Linked DNA regions of Mus musculus: region 2 is linked to region 1. Evidence: chromatin contacts called from public HiChIP or PLAC-seq data. All regions are on one chromosome and are shown on one strand. The core of a region is the stretch at or near the end of the contact, and the rest is flanking DNA. Distances in the headings are between cores, read along the strand shown. Region 1 overlaps Metap1d (methionyl aminopeptidase type 1D (mitochondrial)). Region 2 overlaps Gm36857 (a long non-coding RNA gene).

Region 1 (5,089 bases), core at 274-2,773:
GTTTACTGCCTATGCAGGAAACCCTACAGCTTTTCTGCTGGGTAATCAGCAGTAACAACACCCTGATCAAGTTAGCAACAAGCAACTCCTTGCTGCTCGGGGTCCCCTGGTCTGAGGCTTTTGATGGCTCCCACTGGTACGTCCTAAACACCACCTAGGCCCACTTGCCCCTGTGGTAATTAGAGTTGTACACTGTGCGGGCTCAGTGTCTCCTGAAATTGCTCTGTGTCCTCTGGATTCCATTGTGCATGCTTCGTATTGTAAACTTACATGTGGGATATAAATCTAGGTATGTGCTTAAGTATTTTCATATTTGATGGTAACATCAATTTCTAAACTTCGCCTTTTAATTCCTTTTATAGATTGGGTCTGGAAGGTGGAGCTTCAGAACTCAGCATGCTGGAGGAGGGCTGTGTCTTCCACGCCTGATGTCGCTGCACACAGTCTGCCCTGTATTCATTGGCCTTTTACCCAGGGTCCATTTTAATTGTTATCTGCTCATGCATTCTATACCACATAATGAAGTGCTTCCATTTCACCCACTGTGCCCTGGGGTTTTATGTGTATCTTTTCTAATGACCCTTTATTAAGCTGATTTTACCCTTGAAAATGTGAGTTTTGGTCAACAAGTATTTTTAAGGGGAAGTCTGAGTGAACTTTCAAAGGGACCTCTAAAGTGCTTATTATTTTAAGCACTTGTAAAACTGAACAAAGTACGATTGTACTCTAGTGTGGCTACCGACACCTACATTTCTCATTATACACTCCTAGAACAGGCTTTCACCCAGCAGCAGCAGGCCATCAGTCCTCATTTGGGCTTCCTTCAGAAGGATCAAACATCTGGGTAGAAAACAACACAATAAGGTAGGCTGGTATGACTTTACATTAGCTAACAATGTCAATCAGCAGTAATATAGAATTGAAAAGACACCCTGTAAAATATCTCGTTGAACATATTTCTTCATAATGATCAGCAAATGCCAAAGTCTAGCAACAAAACTATTATTTATAGCATATTAACATCTAATTGATTTTACAAATGGAGGCAATTATTTTGGATGAAGGGAGGACTGTCTGCCACATTTAAATGATTTATGATTACCAAGACAGAAAACAACAATGTTTTACTAATCCATTTTCAACTGTGGCTCTTCCACCCATTGATAATTTTAATTTTAACCAAATGATTTGTTTAAATAATACATTAACTTCAACTTTTTTTTTTTAAGGCAACTTACTTTGTGTCTGTAATCGGACAGGGTTTGGTTTTTAATGTTCAAAAATGTTGCTTCCTCCAGTGGGCTTAGCAAAGACCCTACCCTAGGAATACGTATTGAAGTGTGGATTTAGAACCACAGAAAGATCGCACTTTCATGAACTCCAACCAATTACTCCAAGCAGGAGCCGGAGCCCCCACAGAGCATCATGTGCGTGAAGTCCAAGAGAACACTGCAGAGGCCTCCGTCTCCAGTCTCTTGACCTAAAACATCGACTGTCTGCTTGAAAGGTTTCATAACGCGTACAAATGTTGCCAAAGAGAAATTAAACAGCGTGAGTCACTCACTACGATGCTTTTGCAATCTAGGACTAGGATGTACTGGTTTGAAAGGGAAGTGAGGGAAAATGGTGGGTTCCTTCCCATTTCAAGGCAACTATAAAGCAGAGGAGAAGCTCATATTTCACAAGAAATAACCTGTGCATTTGTTGAAGGGAAAACACATACACGAACATTGAGGGATTGCCCCAGGCTGATGCAGATACTGATTGGGCAAAGCTGAAGGACAAGGGCTCTTGGAACTAAACAAAAGCAAATTCATCCTGTTGACAGATGCTGCTTACATCAAAGTACTAAGGAACTCTCCCGGCTCCCAATTTTTAAAAACAATTAGTACCTTTCTACAAGCCACACATTGAAGACAAAGTTAAGTTTTTTAATCAGTCATAATAAACATGATTAAATCTGTTCTCAGAGAGTTTCAGCTCAGCTAGGAACGGTTTTAGTGTGCTTTTAGCTCTGGGCCTTGCCAAACAGTGGCTTATTCACTCCCATGGACATGTCTGGAAGGCGAGCTGGGCATGCCATCAGCCCCCTCCTTCCAGGGGTTAACTGCTCTGGCTGCCAAATAAAATACAGAGCGAGCCATGTAATTATGGAGACAGTCAAAGGGCAGGCTCTATTTTGAAATCTATTTGCACAGACAAGGTCTTCCAATTGAACTTACAGGAAACAAGCTGGTAAAGAAACCCCTTCCCCAGATGCCGTCCACACTTTTTCTCCACTTCAGGAAGTCATGGATATGGACACCATCCACCGCCGCTTCCTGCATCTCAAGCTAAGATGCCCTTGTGGAGAGAAGAGCGGTCTGTTTCACAAACCTAGAAGGATCATGGGGGCGGGGGGGGGGGGCAGCTAATTAACAGCACTTGGAATCGGTCTCTAAATGGTAAAGCTACAGTGTTTGTTAAACATTTCTAAAGAGGGCACGGGCCCAGTTGGTATGCAGGTGTGGGGAGAAACAGCTCATTTTCCTAATGTCCAAAAGAAAGCACAGAGTTGAGTGTAACAGAGACTGCTACAAGGACTTGTAGGAAATAAGGATTCTACCTGACATCCCACAGGCCCATCCTTGCAGTTATTTGTAGATAAAACTATTGACTACAGTCATGAAGATCCCATAGGACGGAAAGGACATATGCCAACTTTCGAGTGACAGAATTGGAAAGACTTACTTTTATCCTGGCTGCTTATATTCGAAGGTGACCACGTCTGTGAGGACAAGTTGTCTGAACAATAAAATAGGGTTGGCTGCCATTACTGATACAATGAGTGGCCTGATGAAGGCAAGACAGGCAATAGTCTATGGAGGTCAGCGCCATCACCCAGGCCCGGGAGCCCTGGCTCTAGAGAAGACAAACTAAAAAATCAGTCGCATGTAGAACATTTCTGAGGAAAGGATGGCTTGGGTGCCTGGGCACCCAAGTTCAATAATAACGATCAAGAATGGTTCCCAGGTCAAAGCAAACAGGACTCTGTGCAAGGCTCCCTCAGAAGTTAGCTCGGTGCGACATCCTCCCTCCTTTTAAAAACTGTATGAGCAGCAACTGACATAGCATAACACCACTGACCAGCTCAGAAACAATTCAGGAAAAGGCTTCAATTTGCTTCTTTAGAAAAATCAAATTTGAGGATGGAGTGATTGCTCAATGGTTAAGAGCACTGGCTGCTCTTCCTGAGGACCTGGGTTCAATTCCCAGCAACAACACGGTGATTCACAGCTGTCTGTAGCTCCAGTCTCAGGCTATCTGACACCCTCTTCTGGCTTCCCTGTGCATCAGGTACTCACATAGTACACAGATAGACAAGCAAACAAAATACCATAAGCATAAAAAAATCAATTTGATAATAGGATTATTCACTAGTAGCTGCCACCAGGACCTAAGGATCTTTACTTCAACAACAAGCACCTTCCTACTCTAGGGAAACAGACACACCCTCCACCTATACTACACATACAGATCAATAAACACTTGTACTTACTAATGGAGACCCGTGTTGGTGGGCTATGGGGTGTGTGTGTGTGTGTCTGTGTGTGTGTGTGTGTGTCTGTGTGTAACTTTTAGGCTAGCTTAACCACAGCTAAGGGAAGAATGCCAAAGATTTTGGCAAAAACTAGATGTCTATCATTTGGCAGATCAGGGGAAGTGACTTAGAAATGATCCATTTCTATAGGGAAATACAACACTGCATGCAATGAAAAGATAAAAAATATTTACTTCAAGTTGAAATCTCAGCTCATCTTATATAGACTACAGATCAGAAAATACCGAGTTACAAGGAAATAGTGTATGCCGAGCAAAGCCATTGTCTCTCAGCTGAAGTTTAGAGAAAAGAAGCTTTTTCGCAGTTCAACAATACGTACACTCAGGCCACTTCTTGGACAAAGAAATACTGTACCCTTCTAGGGAGGAATAAAGGGGCTGTTTATTGGAGCCTTGTTAAAATGTAATAATTCATTCCAGTTAAGCCCTGTGAAAAATGTCATCAAAATATCATTTTCTTTGCCAGATTTTCTGGATGCCGTAGTATCATTTAAATACAGCTGAGTGAGAGAGAGAGAGAGAGAGAGAGAGAGAGAGAGAGGGGCTCTGACCAGAGTGGAAAAAGGAACCAAAGCAAATGTGCTGTCAGAGTAGCGTAGGAGCATTGCACACAGGCCTGGGACCCAGGGAGCACACACTTCCGAGCCAGCCAGAACATCTGGCAGCTTTCAGCTCTCTGTAGTCCAGAGGAACATTCCCGTTACCTCACACACCTCGGCTCAAGAGGAGGGTGATAGGACAATTTTATACTAAAGCACACAAATAGAAACCAGAAAGGGCAATTTCACAGAAATCACACATGGAATTCAATTTTAGAGAATGGCCATACAAAAACATCATGAGTTTAAAAAAAATGAGATAGTAAGAAAGTCCTTTAATTTTTTTTAAAAAATTTTTAAAGACTATTCATAAATACAGCTGTCATGTAAAATACTACTTAAAGTGTTAGTCATTTTGGGTTAAAATACCTAATAACAGAAGATGTGGGGACTTCCAGCAAAGGTACAGCTTTGATAAGAATATTTTTAAATTGTATTAAAGCATTTGATAAGAACATAATTTTAGTTTTTCATTTTATAACAATGTCAACTGCATTCTACCTTTGGGTTCCTTCCTTCCTTCCTTCCTTCCTTCCTTCCTTCCTTCCTTCCTTCCTTCTTGATATACTATGTAAAGTTACTATTTTACAAGCAAGTGATTGTTCTGAAACAACTTGGACCTATAGCAATATCAGCACACACAAAAATCTCCCGAAGTCCCCATCTGAATTCATGCTTAATGCATCTTCACTATACAACACCAAATGAAAGAAAACATTGGGATGGGAATCTTTGACAGTCTTAGGAATCGTCTCTGCTGTAATCCACGGCGGGAGGCGTGGTGGGAAAGGGTGTCAATAGCCACAGCCCAAAATGGAAAAGCAAAAGCCTGAGGGAGCCCTATCCAGGCTTCCATGGCCGAGACTAAACAGACTCAAGACAACAGAAGC
Region 2 (5,626 bases), core at 1,856-4,355, 95 kb before region 1:
CACATGGGTGCTAGAATGAAACCCGGGTGTTCTGCAAGAGCAGCCAGGACTCTTAATTGCCCAGACCATAGTTACTTGCTTTTTTTATTCTGAGTCTTAACCCAGCTCAAGCTGGTTTCGAACCCTCTTTATAGCTGAGGTTTATAGCTGGCCTTGAACTCTGACTTTCTTCCTCACACACCCCAAGCTCTGGGGTTGCATAGCCACCATGTCCATCTTTTTCAGAAGGTGACTTTTAAAAAACACAAACAAGCCAGGCATAATTGCCACACTGGTAATATCCCAGCCTTCAGAAGCTGAGACAAGAAGGCAGTTGGGAGTTCAAGAGCAGCCTGTGTTGCTATAAAGCACGTTCCAGGCTACCCTGAGACATGCCATGAAAGCCTATCTCAGAAAGACAACAAAGGAGCTAGAGAGACAGCTCAGTGGTTAAGAGCATTGGCTGCTCTTGCAGAGGACCCAGGTTCAATTCCCAGAACCTATAAGGCAGCTCACATTTATCTGTAACTCCCATTCCAGCAAATCTAATGCTCTGTTCTGGCCTCCACAGGCAACAGGCACATATACTCATATTTGGTACACATATATACATGCAGGCAGAACATTCATAAACATAAAATAAAAATAAATCACAGGGGAAGTGGGATCAACAAAGGAAGAAAACAATAACCTTGAGTACCACCATTGCTCTCTGGTGCCCACCCTGGGCGGGGTGGGTAGTTCAGAGTGACTTCTCATTAATCCAGGCAGGTCTCAGTGTACACTCCTGGGGTTTTAGGGACCATTCACTAAAGTAAGACAGGACATCTTACTCCTCTTAAATAGCAAGTACTGAGTGTAAGACCTGCCGTCAGGCCCTCCTTGGAGAATCAGCCGGATGTATCCCTGACTCTGATGAAGAGCAGCAGCCAAACTTTATCTGGACAACTAGGAGGGCCAGCTTCGATGTGAGAAGCTGCTGTCATACTCATGGAGAATCTCTACTCCACAACGATGCTACTTATCCTGAATACCAAGTGTCTGAGTACACACAAGGTGAGTGTCTCACATCTTACCCTGGCATCTAGCCCTTACTACACTGGCAAAGGCTGGGGTTTCCCTCAAAATAACAATAACTGATACAGCCATTTGTCTAGAGCGCCTCTAATCAGTCACAGCCAAGAAGACACTCTGAGAAGGCAGCCTTCATCATTAGCCAGCCTCATCTTTATGAGAACCTCAGGTACACTTAACACAAGCTAAGATAGCTACCCAGATGCTCTGACACTACAGGGCCACCATCGCTTGTGTGGTCTGCGCAGGCCATGCCTGTGATTGCAGCTTAACAATCAAGATATATCAGCCATTTCTGTCTTTGTCTCTTCTTTCGTTTAGGGGTAAGGAGGGGCCTGGAGTGGTAGGATTTTATTGTCTTTTGTTAAACTAATTAATGAAATTAATTTTAATTATATATATTTGTGAGGTCTCAATACACGAATAGGCTATGTATTGATCAAATAAAGGTAGCTAGTGTTTCTTCTCTTTCTCCTTACTTTGCATACGGTGCCTTCAAGCTTCTCTCCATCAACCTCCTCTCTGTCGGTTGTTTCTAAAATAATAGATTTTCACGTAGACTGTTAAGCGGATACACAGAATCATGATCACTGGCAGATGAGAGAAGAGGGGATGGGAAGTTGAGGAATGGGTACCCAAACACAGAATTAATAACGTCTACAAATTCCACCATTAGTAAAGTGGATGGAAACAAAGGACGTAAATAATAAACCAGATGCAGAATGTCAGGATTGTCCAACGGAGACAAACAAGGTTATAAACCAGCAAGCCCCTAACCAGCGGCACGTTCGAATCACCTGGGGAGCTTTTACAAAACATTAATATTAAGGTTTTACCTCAGAAGCCTGACTCAATGGTCTATAGTGGTACCCAGGCAGGATTTGTAAAGAGCTTTGTTGAGATGTATTTTGGATACCATCAAATTCACCGTTCTAAGTTGAATGGTATTTTAGTAAGGACATGCCTGTGCCTTCAGCATTCTGATCGTCCAGCCTGGCTCCCACTGTTCCCTCCAGATGCCCCAAGGATGATGTGTGGTTTTCTCACTTTTTAAAGATTTGTTTTAAACCATTTTAGTTATGAGTACAGCTGCCCAATGAGGTAGAGGCATCAGCTATCCGTGGAGTTGGAATTAATTATAGGCAGCATGAGGGGCACCCTGAGAATGAAATTCCAGTCCCCTGCAAGAGCATCCTGTGTCTGCATCTCTAAGCTATCTCTACATTTTCCATTTTTGACTCCCAGCGCCAATCATCACTGTGGTCCATGTCTAATCTGCAAATTCCAAGTACCAGTGTTTTCTAAAAACTACCTAGTAAGAAAGGGGGTTTTGTGTGCAGCGTCTGGCTACAAGTGACCATTCTGGACACCTGAGAGCTAAGATTCTTAATCTTGCCTCACAAGCTTTAGTCATTTTCTGTGAGAATATTTCTCTGTAAAGAAAGACCTCTAGTTTTTATATCAAACATTCTTGGCGGAAATAAAATGAATTTTAGAGCAGCCAGCTTTACTAGAATATGAAATGAAAGACGTCTGTACACATAGCCACACCCCTAGTAAAGACGAAGTGTGCATTTCTACACAGGCTTTAGGGATACAGAGCTCTTTTGTTCTGTGGTAAAATTTAAAAGTCTGAAGTACTACCTTCAAAGTCAATTTTATTGCCTTAAAAATTAACAAAAAGCACATTTACCTCAGATTGAAAATCATGGTGATTACTGCACTATTGTCTTTGGATGTTCAAGATGCCCTCGGGGGAAAGATCCAGAGAAGCACTGAGTATTTTATTGTTATGTCACATAAACACGGACCCAAGAACACATCACCGCAGGAGTCCTGGGAAAGCAATCACGTACTAGTGACCATGGAGAGTTGATGTTCTCTCGCCATTTGCGGCATGCAGGGCAAGCAAGCACTTGTGAGAGGGTGAGCCCAGGGGAGCAAGAATGAACTTGAAAGATTTCACAGAAACATCAGCCCCAGAGGGCTACAGACATGTGAGCAAACCACAGCCAGAGGCTGCCAGTGACTCAGAGATTTCTCAACAAGAAATCTTCCTTCCTCCATGGGCCTGAGCAGCCAGCCGCAGCCAGCAGCTGCCATCGGCACAGCCAGGGCTTGCGAAGTGTTATGGGGTGCAGCTGGAACGTGACCCCACCCAGATCACTCCCTAAAATTGCAAGGCTTTAAAACAGTGCCCCCAGCCAAGAAGGTGCCATCCAGGGTTCCGCCCAGAAATTCTCCAGCAACAAGGTTGTCAGCACTGGAGACAGGGTTCTGAGGCAAAGTGGCCTTTGACTGTGAATAGGGGGGAAAAAATAACAACAGCAATAAAGAAAAACCCTAGATTTTAGTCAAGTCCAAATCTACACTCTGGCTTGGAACCCTCAGCTTTTGCAGAGATGCTGAGGATAAACACTAAGCTATCCTCCACCACCACCACCACCTGTAATTATCAACCGGTAGTCTCTCTAAATTCTTCATCCATGGGAAAACTTCAAATGAGTTTGAAAGGGGGAAAAAAAAAGTCTCCCAAGAAGACTGAATACATGCTGCAGCCTGCTCTCCCCTCCTCCAAATCATAGGAGAACAGAGAAGACAGAGAACCTCAGAGAAATGACAGAAGGAAAACTCCCAGAGCAAAGAGTACTGTCAACTGTAGACATGAGGGAAAATTTTTAAGGATAGAGAAAGGCAACCTCTGTAGCCAGAAACAGTGAAGGACACACAACAGATGTACTCAGATGAATGAGCCCAAAACAAGCAGGAGAGATCAGTTGTATAGTTGTATAATGGGATGTCTCCAAGGACCTCTAGATTCAAAAAAAGGACAGTGTGGGGCAGTGGGCGGGGGGAAGCATACAGAACAGAAGGTTCTAAGGCACTCACCATCAGAGATGGCTAAGACACTAAAGTACAGCATACAAAAAAGTGGTCTTACACACACACATATACATACAAACACACACACACACACACACATCATAGGAACACACATATACTGAGCAGAACAGACAACAAGCCCCAGAGGCAACCACACCCTGAATCTGGCCTCATCCAGGAGAAATAAAAGCATTTTTTCCTGACTCACACTGCCCAGCCCCACAGTTTCCCACCTCACCACTAAAGACAACTCATCTCCGTACTCATGGGGCCTCTCGTACCAGAAGAAAACACAGACTCAAAGACCACCAAGCATCGAGAACACTGTGACCGAGATGCACCACATGCTACCAAGACAAGAGCAACCCTGCTGGGCAGTGGTGACCCACACCTTTAATCCCTGCACTCGGGAGGCAGGGGCAGGTGGATCTCTGTGAGTTTGAGGTCAGCCTGGTCTACCGAGTGAATCTAGGACAGCCAGGGCTACACAGAGAAACCCTGTCTCGCAAAAGCAAAGCAACAACAGCAACAACACCTCACAAGAGTGACCCTCAAAACCAAAGTCATCAGAGACTCATTCAACAGATTTGCCTGCAGAATAGACACAACCAAAGAAAAACTCGAAGCTGACGGGAAGGGAGAGAAGTTCTCTCAGAGTGAGGAGCAGGGAAGAGGGCCTAGTGCATGACAAGGGCATGCATTTATGAGAGAGAATCTGGAAGAACTCCTAAAAGAAAGAAGAAAACTCTTGCTTTGCTTTGCTTTGCTTTGCTTTGCTCTGCTCTGCTCTGCTCTGCTCTGCTCTGCTCTGCTCTGCTCTGCTCTGCTCTGCTCTGCTTTGCTTTGGAGGGTGGGGAGGCTGGATCTCATGTAGCCCAGGCTAGCTTTGAACTCTCCAAGTCACTGTGTGGGCAGGGACAACCTTGAACTTCAGACCCCACCTACAAAGTTCTACAATTGTAGGCGTGCACCACCATAGCTAGCTTTAAAATTGAATATTTTAAAGAAGTGGAAAAACAAAACAAAACTTTGTGTTAAAAACCTAAAGAGAATGTATTCAAAAGCTGTCTTGCCAGAATAGTGACTATCAACAAAGACAGAGGAAGCCACACAGAAGTCTGGAGATGATGACGCAGTAGGTAATGTTATGAAGAATACATGAGTGGAGCTTACAATTCAGATTAGGGCAGGCCCAGGAGTTGACAAGAGTTGGAGAGATGGCCTAGTGGTTAGGAGTGTGTACTGCTCTTGCAAAGGACTGGAGATCTGTTCCCAACACCAACTTCTCCTGCTCACAAGTGCCTGGAAGTCTAGCTGTAGAGCTCTGAAGCACAGATCAGTGAAGCTGAAGATGGGTCAACAGAGAGCATACATTTTGAGAAGAAAACATGTGGGAAATTTTTAAGAAACTGTAGACAATATGGTAGTGGACAAACTGGCCTTCAGCTGATTAAATACTTTGTGTTTCATTTTTTGTTTTGTTTTGTTTTTGAGACAGGGCCTCACTACGTAGCTCTGGCTTTCCAGGAACTCACTTTGTAGCCCAGGCTGGTTTCAAACTTGTGACCTTCCCTTCTCAGCATCGTAAGCCGTAGGACTAGGATGTGTGTCACCATGCCCATCTGAATGCCCTTCACGCCACTGAAAAACACATTTCAAACTGGCTAAACCAGCGAACTTCATGTTACTT

Evidence for each region. HiChIP or PLAC-seq counts read pairs in DNA pulled down with a chosen protein or histone mark.
Region 2: a contact with region 1 is called in an H3K4me3 HiChIP or PLAC-seq map of bone marrow-derived macrophages, with 2.6 times the contacts expected there. The contact joins two enhancer-like sites. A contact is called at or near these places in 1 of 115 datasets of contacts at active chromatin or transcription factors (bone marrow-derived macrophages) and 2 of 9 other capture datasets (adipose tissue and pancreatic islet).

The regions. Positions count from the first base shown.
Region 1 is chr2:71,496,530-71,501,618 of GRCm38.p6, reverse strand. All of the region lies in intron 1 of Metap1d (methionyl aminopeptidase type 1D (mitochondrial)), which reads right to left. Among named protein-coding and RNA genes, the nearest start is that of Dlx1, 30 kb to the left of the region's middle. Within about 2 kb of position 1,523, at least 60 of the 459 cell types and tissues checked have an H3K27ac peak or open chromatin away from gene starts, as enhancers often do. A contact at or near this core is called in bone marrow-derived macrophages, where this site is marked.
Region 2 is chr2:71,592,165-71,597,790 of GRCm38.p6, reverse strand. All of the region lies in intron 1 of Gm36857 (a long non-coding RNA gene), which reads right to left. Among named protein-coding and RNA genes, the nearest start is that of Gm36857, 3.6 kb to the right of the region's middle. Within about 2 kb of position 3,105, at least 76 of the 459 cell types and tissues checked have an H3K27ac peak or open chromatin away from gene starts, as enhancers often do. A contact at or near this core is called in bone marrow-derived macrophages, where this site is marked.